Linked DNA regions of Mus musculus: regions 1 and 2 are each linked to region 3. A link is a contact called in public Hi-C data. All regions are on one chromosome and are shown on one strand. Each heading gives the region's core, a stretch centred on a gene start, on an enhancer-like site or on the middle of the called end of the contact. The rest is flanking DNA. Distances are from core to core; before and after follow the strand shown.

Region 1 (3,543 bases), core at 170-2,669, 270 kb before region 3:
TCATCCTGTCCAGCAACTCCTCTCAGTATACACTCGGGGATTCTGCACAGGGTAGAGAGTCGCCATACAGGCCCTCTCAGGCCTGCGCTGGGAGCTGATCAATGTTTAATAGTAAGCAGCAGCACACACAGTACTTAAAGAAGGGTTTGATCATCGTTGCACTTTGCACAGGTGACTTCCTCTTTACAGCACCCCTAAGAGTCCAGTTGACCTGACCCTCTCATGTAGTAGGCTGGAAAACACACACGGAGCCTGGTGCTGAGGTAAAGCTACAGTGGAATTCCTTACTGAATTCTCTGCAGTAAGAACCCAGCAATCCAACGTTCTGCTCCTCCTTCTCGGTTTCCCTCTTGGTACAATGTTCTCCTACTGAACGATGGACAATAAGGGACACAAGAACGTCAAGAAATAGGAAACATGTCCAACACTATGTAGTTTCCATCACGTACAGTCATTTCCTATGCATGTAAAAATTCCAGCTTCCTCTCTCTTGCACACAGGTATTACAGGACATATATTTCAGGTAATTTAGACTCCAAGGTGTCCAGTCTACTTTCAATGATTTGCTGATGCAAGCAAACAGAATGAAATTTAAAGCATCTAAGATTTCAGTTGCAAACTCAGTTATAAAATGTGAAAGTAAGTCAGGCATTATGCTTCAGAATAAAATATCCTCAAAGGAATGTCTCTGATGTCCCAAAGTGGACACAAGGAGCATCGAATGCACACTGCCCTTTGTGGCTCACTTTGCTGGGCACGAAGAGTTACATAGACATTGGTGGGAATTAATGAAGAAAATGCTCTCTCCAGTTTCACAATTTAAATACATGATTACTTGAATTTTAACCACTCAATAATTTTTTTTTGGTAGGAGACAAAAACATTGATTTTGGGTACATTAGAAAGCCTGGAATATATTATTCCAGGTAGAGAGTGCCAGTGTTATTTATACTCACACTTCACTGCATGGTCTTTCTAACAATTTCCTGGCGCGTATTCTCCCCAAGTGTATGTTCTTTATAATCCCAACTTTGCAAAATAAAGAAATCAACGAAACACGACATGTCTAAATATCAACATAAACACCATAACTGACTATTTCTTTAGAGAAAGATAGATAATAGCGCTTGAATATATTGACTTAGAGGTATGGATTGAGTTTGGGCAGGTTACAGAGGGGTTACTTCTTCCTTTTTATTTTTAAAAATTAACTCTGAATATCCTGACAATTCATCATGGGCACTCTTAAGTATTTAACTTTATGTTGGGAAAATAAACTGGAGTTTTTCTCTGTGGAAACCTATGGGAGAATTATATCTTGTTCAAAATATTCCACTGAATAGCATGACTGTCTAACTATAATTGGTGCAGCACTAATGGAATTAATCTCCAGATGGCTGTTGGGAGGAGAAGGCATCTCCTTGCGTAAGAGTCCAGATCAGCATGGCCCTGAAAAGCAGCAGCTGACGACAGGGTTTGAGAACTGTTGCTCACACTGCATTTCCAGCATTGGAAAGGGGCAGAGCAACAGTCTTACCCCGAAACACAAATCAACTGGCTTTAAGTTTAAAATTAACCATCAAAATGGGTATAACATTCTTTTAAAAAAAAATTCTGCCATTCACTATAAAGACCCATTTTTGTGACAAGATCAACTTCTGGCTATGGGAAGATTATAAAAATTATAAATGACTGCTTTGTGTATGTCCTTGGAAAGAAGAAAGCTCTCTCTCTCTCTCTCTCTCTCTCTCTCTCTCTCTCTCACTCTCTCTCTCTCTCTCTCTCCCTCTCCCTCTCCCTCTCCCTCTCCCTCTGTCTGTCCCTCTCTCTCTTGCACGAGTGATGCAATCAACTGCAAAAGTGTTTCTGCATGTTGTTCACCAAAACAGTCCATACCTACCTGAAACAGAAGTCAAATAGCTAGAATCTCAACACACGCCATCACTGATGCTAAGTTTGTGCAGGGTACACTCTGTCTACAGGAACAGACAGGTGCTCTCCCATCCAAAAGTAAGAAAAGGGACAAAGAGTGCCTAAGCCCATGCAGTCGTCTCTAAAACACCAGGGTCAAAGGACCTTCCACTCTTCAGGTTCACACCCATTTAAACCTGTGAAGCTACAATCTGAAGATGGACAGCACCAGCAGTGGGCTAGCCTAGTTATCGTCTCTCCCAGTATATCAAACTCTCACGGGTTTTCTTCTAACTGTTGGCTTCCAACAGAGAGGGGGGCAGGATGCTCTCCTAGAAGCTGCATCTTTACTTTGAAAACATAGAGGAAAAAAACTGAGACAAAAGAGGCAGATTATCACCTAATATGCACTCTTAACTTATACAGAAATCGAAATATATGTAAAACAAGTACTGAATAATTAAAGAAATGCGTAACACTAAGGGCCTGATTTTAATTTGCATAATTTTCCCCCTAACAGTGCCTAATTAAGACATCAGTTTAAGAAAAAAAAAATCCAATGGAACTCTAAGATTTTCCACACTGAATTAACGTTAAGGACTTTTAATGGATGTCTTAATTAGACTTTGTTATTCATGGAAATTCTAAACAAATTAAAATCAGACCTTGTGTGCACTGTTCCCAGCTGAGTCTAGCAAAATACACTATGAAACAGACTTTTGAATCCATACTCTGGGAGCAAATTTCGTTTCTAAACTGGCATCCCAAGGTCTTCCCCCACTTCCTTAATTGTCTGCAGTCTCATCATCAGTACGTCATGTGGACTTTTTTTAAAGGCACAAATACATGTGTTTAACTCCAAAATGTTAATATTTGATTTTATAATTAATTAGTAAAACTAAAAGCAAAGGTAACTTTCTAAGCCACACAAGGGGTGCAGTATTTTATGTTTAAAATCAAAGCATCCAGAAAGGATCATTCTGCTTTATTTAACAAACTAATACAAAAAGGTTTTTTCCCTGAGCTTTATATTTAATACACATATACTCATATACTCTAATCTTAGTACAGCTTAACAGTGGTATAGTAAAATGTTCTATAGATTTCCCAAAGTCGTAAAAGTTGTTGTAAATGAGCAAGGTTTTTTTTTCTTCTTTCATTTTTTCTCTCTTTCTTTCTTTCTTTCTTTCTTTCTTTCTTTCTTTCTTTTTATAGATGAAACAGAAAAAAATACTAGACATAAGATCAAAATTACAACAGAGACCTGGATACTGTAACTATGAATAGACTCATTACTGGCACAAAGATCTTCTAGCTGGCTGAAAAATCACCCTGCGCAGAAGCCTACGCAACATCCTATCACAGAAGAAACCATGCATCTAAACTGAGAAATGCACAATAAGTTACTATACTTACACAATGATTTCCTAAAACCACTATATGATGTTGAGACAGAGAGAGCGAGACAGAGACAGACAGACAGACAGAGCTAGAAATGTCATTTTATTAAATATAAGTCACGTCTCTGTAAAGAGTCAAGGAGTCATCAAAGGCTGCTGAAAAATGTTTACATTACCAAAGCTGATGTTAATGCCGAATAACTGGCCTGTAAATACAGCTGTAAGCTCTTTT
Region 2 (3,050 bases), core at 463-2,962, 290 kb before region 3:
TGCATCAGAAAGCCCCCTCGCTAGCTCTTACCTGCTCTGCAAAGGGCCCCAGTGGGCTCTCTGGGAAACACCAAATATCATAAACTGCAGGTGGCTCATAGAATGAATCTAACTGCAAGCAATAGCACTTCATAGTAATGAAAGAGAAGTGTATTTATTTCTTAACTAAGTAGGTAAATAGCCTTCTTTATTGTTAATCCTTGGGGAGCCACACTTTTGAAAATAACATCAAATGGGAGGCTGTCAAACCTCATTGGTTTATAGTCAATTGTTTCAGACGGCTTTGCTTCTGGGGGACGCTGGATCAAGGGTTCATTGTAGCACGCATTAGTGAAAGTATTTTCCAAATTTAAAAAAAAAAGGGGGTATCATATACCAGTGAAGTACTGCATCTGCAAAAGACGACACGCAATAGTGACTTCACATGGGGACAGCGCAGCTGTCTAGGGAACCAGATCATTGCTACCCTTTGCTTTTACTATAGAGGCTTCCTTCCACACATGATGTTAGAAGGCCCTTCAACAAGGGAACCCAGGCACTTCAAAAGTCACAAAAACTTACTTGCTTACAACAGTCAAATGTAAATAAGATTTAAAGGGCAATCCTTCCCCTCAATCAGGAAATTAAGCATATTTTTTAAAGATTTGATTTTGCTCATATTTTAGAGCTAAAAAACCTATGATAGAAAATTATGAAGTTGTTAACTACAAATCAATTACAAGACACCCGTGCATGCATACACACACACACACACACACACACACACACACACAGACACACACACTTATGAAGCTACCGGATGTTATTGCCAATTAAAATATAAAAACATACAGGCCAACTGTAGTCATTTACTCCTCCCAGACCATGCCACAGGGAAGCCCACATGTTGATTTCCAGCCTTTCTCTAGTCTGTATTCCTCTCCACCCCTGGGCTTCTTTTCAATGCTATTGTTACAAGGGTTACTGCTCCTCTTATTTGCATAAGTGATTCTTCAACTACAGACATTTCCCTACCAAAAAAAAAAAAACTCCGGTTCTCCAAAATAGTGCTTTTCACAGAAAGGCTCCCCAAAGGCATACTAAATGAAAGAGAAATGTGAGTTTGTATAAAAGCCAGGAGACTCTTTCACAAATGATTTTTCTTAAAAGCAAATACTAGTATTATTTTTACAGTTTTGCTTCTAAAGAAGAGGACTTGTTTATACCAGATTTCTGAAGAGTAAGATGTCAAGGAGTTAACAATTATATTTATGACATTGGCCCTTTCACTGTGTTCACATATGCAGAGAGCTCCCAGAACGAAGAAAATAGGAGAGGAAACTCTATTTCTACACTTTCTGATATGCAACATAAATATTATTATTCCCCATGTGGAAATTCAACAGGCTTTTGTCTTTACTGCTGTAGCATTTCCTATAAAAATACATTCATTTCTAGGCTCTATTATTTAAATATGACCTGATTCACAGTACACCTAGTTCCAGCTCCTTGATCACAACAATGAAGTGATGGTGTGTGGGCCGCAATGGAGCTGACTTCCTCAGCAGAGAGTGTGCGTGTTTACACGGTGCTTTGCATAAACCATCTTCAAACAAGGTCAGCATTTAGCACACTTCCTTTAGCTGCAAAAGGGTTAACCAGTAAGGTTTGCATTTTGAGAATGTTCTGAATCCTGCTCCTCCCTCTCTGGCTCTGCTGCCAAAAACCATCTGACAGGAAACGGAAGATTAAGTTTGTCCTACCTAGGCGAACAAAGAGTGCTCTGAACGAGCTCCCACTTCACTGCAGAGCGGGAACTTTTCTAATCCCGCTGGAATCTGCAGCGCTGCTCTGAAAGTACCATGGAGAAAGTTGTTCTCTTTCCTCTAACATCTTGTCCCTGGATCATCTCGCTTTGGCCACACTGTCCATCCAAAAGGGTTGACGGGAAAGCTCCAGACATAATCATGTGGAAAATGGACATTATTGATTCCTATGGCCCATTGTTCCCCCATGCTAAGTCCCTGAAGTTCAAGTTCAATCTGGAATTACATCATGTCTGGTTTCTCCTGGTTACCAGACGGCTTGAGACGTGACCACAGCTACAGAAAAAACAAACAGCCTTCTTCACGCTTCGGCTCCCCTATCGATTCAAACGTAAACTTTTTTTCTTTCTCTCAAGTATGCTTCAAGTATGGAGCATGGTTAATTTAGAGATTAAGTTCCAAATTAGATTATCTAATGGCATCTTAATGGATTGCTGACCCATTTCCTGTGGGATGGCAGCATGCAAGTCTGGCTGGAATACAATTAATTTCTTAGGAAGTGTTCTGAAGAGTTTGTCTAGATAAAAAGGAAACGGCCAGTTGGACAAATCTCTCTTTATAAATGGAGAAAGGTAGGCGAAAATGATGTCTCAACACTGCTTCCAATAGCCAGATCAGAGACAGAGACACTGTGTGTGTGTGTGTGTGTGTGTGTGTGTGTGTGTGTGTGTGTGTGTGTGAGCGAGTGAGTGAAAACCATTTCGGATAATCTGAATAAAATACTACCGCCTTCAGTTTTGCTCTCCCAACAGGTGCAAATGATGCTGATGAGGACAGAAAGTCACTGCTTTCACGAGACTATTCAAAGCAAAGGATGACAACAGCAGCTGCCCTGGTACCAAACCCTGCTCAGATGCAACCTTAGATTTCATAATTCTCAGCCTTGAACCAAGGACTCACCTATGCCACCTAGCTTGTCAGCATTTCTATTAGTCCTGGAGTGGTGCTAGGGCCCCAGGATGCTGTATAAAAATGTGAACACTTTAGAGCCAACAGCTGAAAAGAAGATTCAGAGATGGGAATCCAGCTTCCCCTCCTCCCCCCAGCCCCCCAAACACACACACACACACCACCACCACCATCCCAAGGAACTTCAGAAACAACCCAGCTGCCCCGGACTGCAGTTTTGTGTCAAGATAAGAAATCCTGAGCAGGAAATGCTAACCTAGGAGACATGCCAGGATAGTCTAAATAATGCTGAAGTAAACAGTAGCTTAATTCTATAGGAACAGGACTGTCCACATA
Region 3 (3,251 bases), core at 428-2,927:
TGGGAGCTCTGGGGTGGGGGTCTGGTTAGTTGATATTGTTGTTCTTCCTATGGGGTCAAGATGCCCTTGGTAGTTCTGTATTCTATATCCCCTTGGTTGTTCTTAGGAATGGGACTTCCCCACGGCAGATCTGAACAGAACCCAGAAATACTGGTTTGCATTGACAAGAAATAATTTGAGCATTCCAGAAGTGTTCAGTATCATATCATTTTAATTATCTAGGGAAGATGACATTTTAAGGTTTGTAATGAGAGTATTAGGTCATGGATCATAGAAATTCTTTTCCAGAAAAATCTTTCGTAGTCTTTACCCATTGATAAGAGTGAACAGGTGGACCAGAGAACTTTTCTCCCACCCTCTGGCTACAATGAATTCCAAAGTGCTGTCAAAACTGTCTATTGAGGCTGGCGGGATGGCTCAGTGAGCAAGGACAGTGGCTGCAGCTGCACAGGCATGGCAGCCTGGGGCTCAGACACTAGTCCCTACATACAAAGACAGGTGTGGCTGTCTGCACCTGGAACCCAGTGCGGTCAGGGGCAGAGAAGGAAGGCTCATTGGTACTTACTGTCTACCAGCCTAGTTCCAGGTTCAATGAAAGACCCTATATCAAGCAAGTATGACAGTGAATAACAGAGATGACAGTTGATGGCTTTGGCTTCTCACATAGAAGGTCTCTCTCTCTCTCTCTCTCTCTCTCTCTCACACACACACACACACACACACACACACACACACACTGCAGATCATTGCTGTTTCTCTCAAGTATGTGTATGTACATATGCATGTGCCATTGGACATAGCCTTAAATTTTCATTTGTAAGATACAGAGAAGAAATAAAACTTGAAAGCTTAGAGGCAGAGGAAGAGAAGCATAAAACCATACATACCCTCTCCTTAAGGACATTTACAACCAGGATGAAGCTGGATCCACTTGCTACCTCAGGCCCCAGTTAGAGAGGCAGAGGTCAAATAGTCAGATGAGTAAACCACAAGGAGACAATCATTAGTTTCTGTCAAAAAAGCTCACAAGTGCCACATCTCCCTTCACCGAGCTCCTGTCCTGAATTCCCAGTTCACGCACAATCCAAAGAGAGTGAGAAGGGCCCCTTTCTCCCCCTCTAGTTCTGAGGATATAATAGAGGGTTTTTTTTTAATTTGCTAGCTTACAAATCTAAAATATTCTAAACCTCAGAATTATTTTTAGGTCCAAAAAAATTAAAACCATAAAGTAAAATACAGTGCTAATATTAGTGGGTAGCATTGTTGCAATATTTTTAACAAAATTTTATCACCTTTTAAAAAAAAGCTTATTAAGTTGAAGAGGGAACTAAAAAAACACCACTCGGACCCTTTACAAAGCATTTTTCTCTTTACATACCATAGCAACCTAATAAAGACATGGTAACTTGGCAGATGGCATGGCACATTAGTCTTGGAACAAAACATTAGATGCCAAAAACGTGCTAGAAAATCCCTTCCTTCCTTCCTTCCTTCCTTCCTTCCTTCCTTCCTTCCTTCCTTTATTTTTCCCTTCCTTTTCCCCTTCCATTTTGTGTTATTCTTTATGTCATCCATAAGAAAAGGTTATCAACTTACAGTTTTTCAGTGCCTAAACAAAAGACATTGCTAAGGCCAGAAAGACTCTGGAGCCCAGTCTGGACAGGAGCATTGTAAGTAACAGCTTCTGTCTTACTTAGCACTGTTTAGGAGGTGTATATCGACTGACCATTTCTACATTGAGCAGAATTATTCCCTTTGTCTTTTTCTTATACACGTGTCTGAGGTCCTCTTTTTAATGGAGGTGTGGAATCACCCAGATGTACATTCTGGGGATCCCAGCATCTGTGGCCATGATATAATGCAGACAGGGTGCCCCTCTTCTCGGGCAGGGGAGATAAGCTCTGTTAAAAATACAGCCTTGTTTCTTTAAGAACTAGGCGATGGTTTCCAGCCAGCCTCTTCAGGCAGTGAACGTTACCCCTGCCAGGTGGCAGTGCTCCCAGTGATGGAAGATGTAGGGCACTGTGTGTGTGTGTGTGTGTGTGTGTGTGTGTGTGTGAGAGAGAGAGAGAGAGAGAGAGAGAGAGAGAGAGAGAGAAGGCCTAACATCCCTACTTTGTAAATTGTAGGCTCATTTAGAATTCAAAGAATTAACCTAAATCTAAGTTGGACCAGAAAGAGAAATCCCCTTCTCTCTCCCCTTCCTCCTCCCTCTTTTCCTCCTCCATAGCTCTGCCCTCTTCTCTTCCCTCTCCTCCCCTTTCCCATCCCACCCTCCTTCTAAAGATTGCCTTGGACACATACTCTTTAACCTCATCTACATAAGAACAAAATTGTAGGCAGCTTTCTGCATATCACACTTTTTCTTATTAGTATGAAACCAATAAAAGGACCTGTCCTCCAGAGAGGAAAGGATTCAACATTTTGCCTTGTAATAGCTGGCTGTCTTTTAAAACTGTCATGTAATTTCAGTGTCACCTAAAGTGTCTTATTACAAAGGCAAATCTCTCTGTCAAATAGATGTCACTATTCAGTCTCAGAAGGAAATTTCTACCAAGCAATGAGATAACCACAGGTTTCCATGAGGCTTATTCCAGCCTGTGAGCCTAAGAGAAAAGGAACACCTAAGGACGAACATTGTAAATAGATGGACCAAGATCATGAATCCCTTTAGATAAAAACCATTTGTAATTATCACAGGAAAATTTAGAATGTATTTTATCAACGATGAAGATTCAGAAAATTTAAGAAATGAGACTCAACATTTCTCAATCATTTTTCTTTTCCTCTTGGACCCAGCTATACTTTTATTCTTGGACACTGATTCTTCTGTCTTCTACTGAAAGCTATTTAGTAGGTCATAGGTCAAAGGAACATATTCTACTTCCAAGTTTAAGCCTTGGAAACCTCTCAGCAGCCAGCGTATAATCTCTTCCCCTCCATCTATGAGCTGACTGGTACTGCAGTATAAGCTAGAAGTCACATGGTGAGGATGGCATGGCTTTCATCAGCCTAGTTCCTCGATGGCTGCAGGGAGCTGAGCCTCTTCACTAATCAGATTTCAGGGACTAAGAAATAAGCCTGTGGTATTATGCTGTTGAGATTTCAGAGTTTATCTTCGTAGCAGCTAAAGTTGCCCCAACTCTAGCTGGAATATTGCCATATCACAAACTCAAAATGTATATAGCATGGTTCAGCGACAAGGGCAGGAACAGCGGTGGAATGGACTTTGGAGGCTGGGAAGATGAAGA

The links. A called contact is a pair of places that touch in the nucleus more often than the background predicts.
Region 1: a contact with region 3 is called in a Hi-C map of cerebellar granule neurons, with 2.2 times the contacts expected there. The contact joins two enhancer-like sites. A contact is called at or near these places in 1 of 15 datasets of contacts at CTCF or cohesin (the NIH/3T3 cell line) and 5 of 484 Hi-C or Micro-C datasets (cerebellar granule neurons, liver, muscle stem cells and 1 more).
Region 2: a Hi-C map of the N1E-115 cell line shows a contact between it and region 3, with 4 times the contacts expected there. The contact joins two enhancer-like sites. A contact is called at or near these places in 4 of 484 Hi-C or Micro-C datasets (the N1E-115 cell line, Sertoli cells, cerebral cortex and 1 more) and 1 of 9 other capture datasets (embryonic stem cells).

Annotation. Positions count from the first base shown.
Region 1 is chr4:82,323,757-82,327,299 of GRCm38.p6, forward strand. All of the region lies in intron 8 of Nfib (nuclear factor I/B), which reads right to left. Among named protein-coding and RNA genes, the nearest start is that of Nfib, 180 kb to the right of the region's middle. Within about 2 kb of position 1,420, at least 10 of the 459 cell types and tissues checked have an H3K27ac peak or open chromatin away from gene starts, as enhancers often do. A contact at or near this core is called in cerebellar granule neurons, where this site is marked.
Region 2 is chr4:82,302,674-82,305,723 of GRCm38.p6, forward strand. The region is part of intron 11 of Nfib (nuclear factor I/B); the gene reads right to left. Among named protein-coding and RNA genes, the nearest start is that of Nfib, 200 kb to the right of the region's middle. Within about 2 kb of position 1,713, at least 116 of the 459 cell types and tissues checked have an H3K27ac peak or open chromatin away from gene starts, as enhancers often do. A contact at or near this core is called in the N1E-115 cell line and cerebral cortex, where this site is marked.
Region 3 is chr4:82,590,869-82,594,119 of GRCm38.p6, forward strand. No RefSeq gene overlaps it. Among named protein-coding and RNA genes, the nearest start is that of Gm11267, 4.2 kb to the left of the region's middle. Within about 2 kb of position 1,678, at least 16 of the 459 cell types and tissues checked have an H3K27ac peak or open chromatin away from gene starts, as enhancers often do. A contact at or near this core is called in the N1E-115 cell line, cerebellar granule neurons and cerebral cortex, where this site is marked.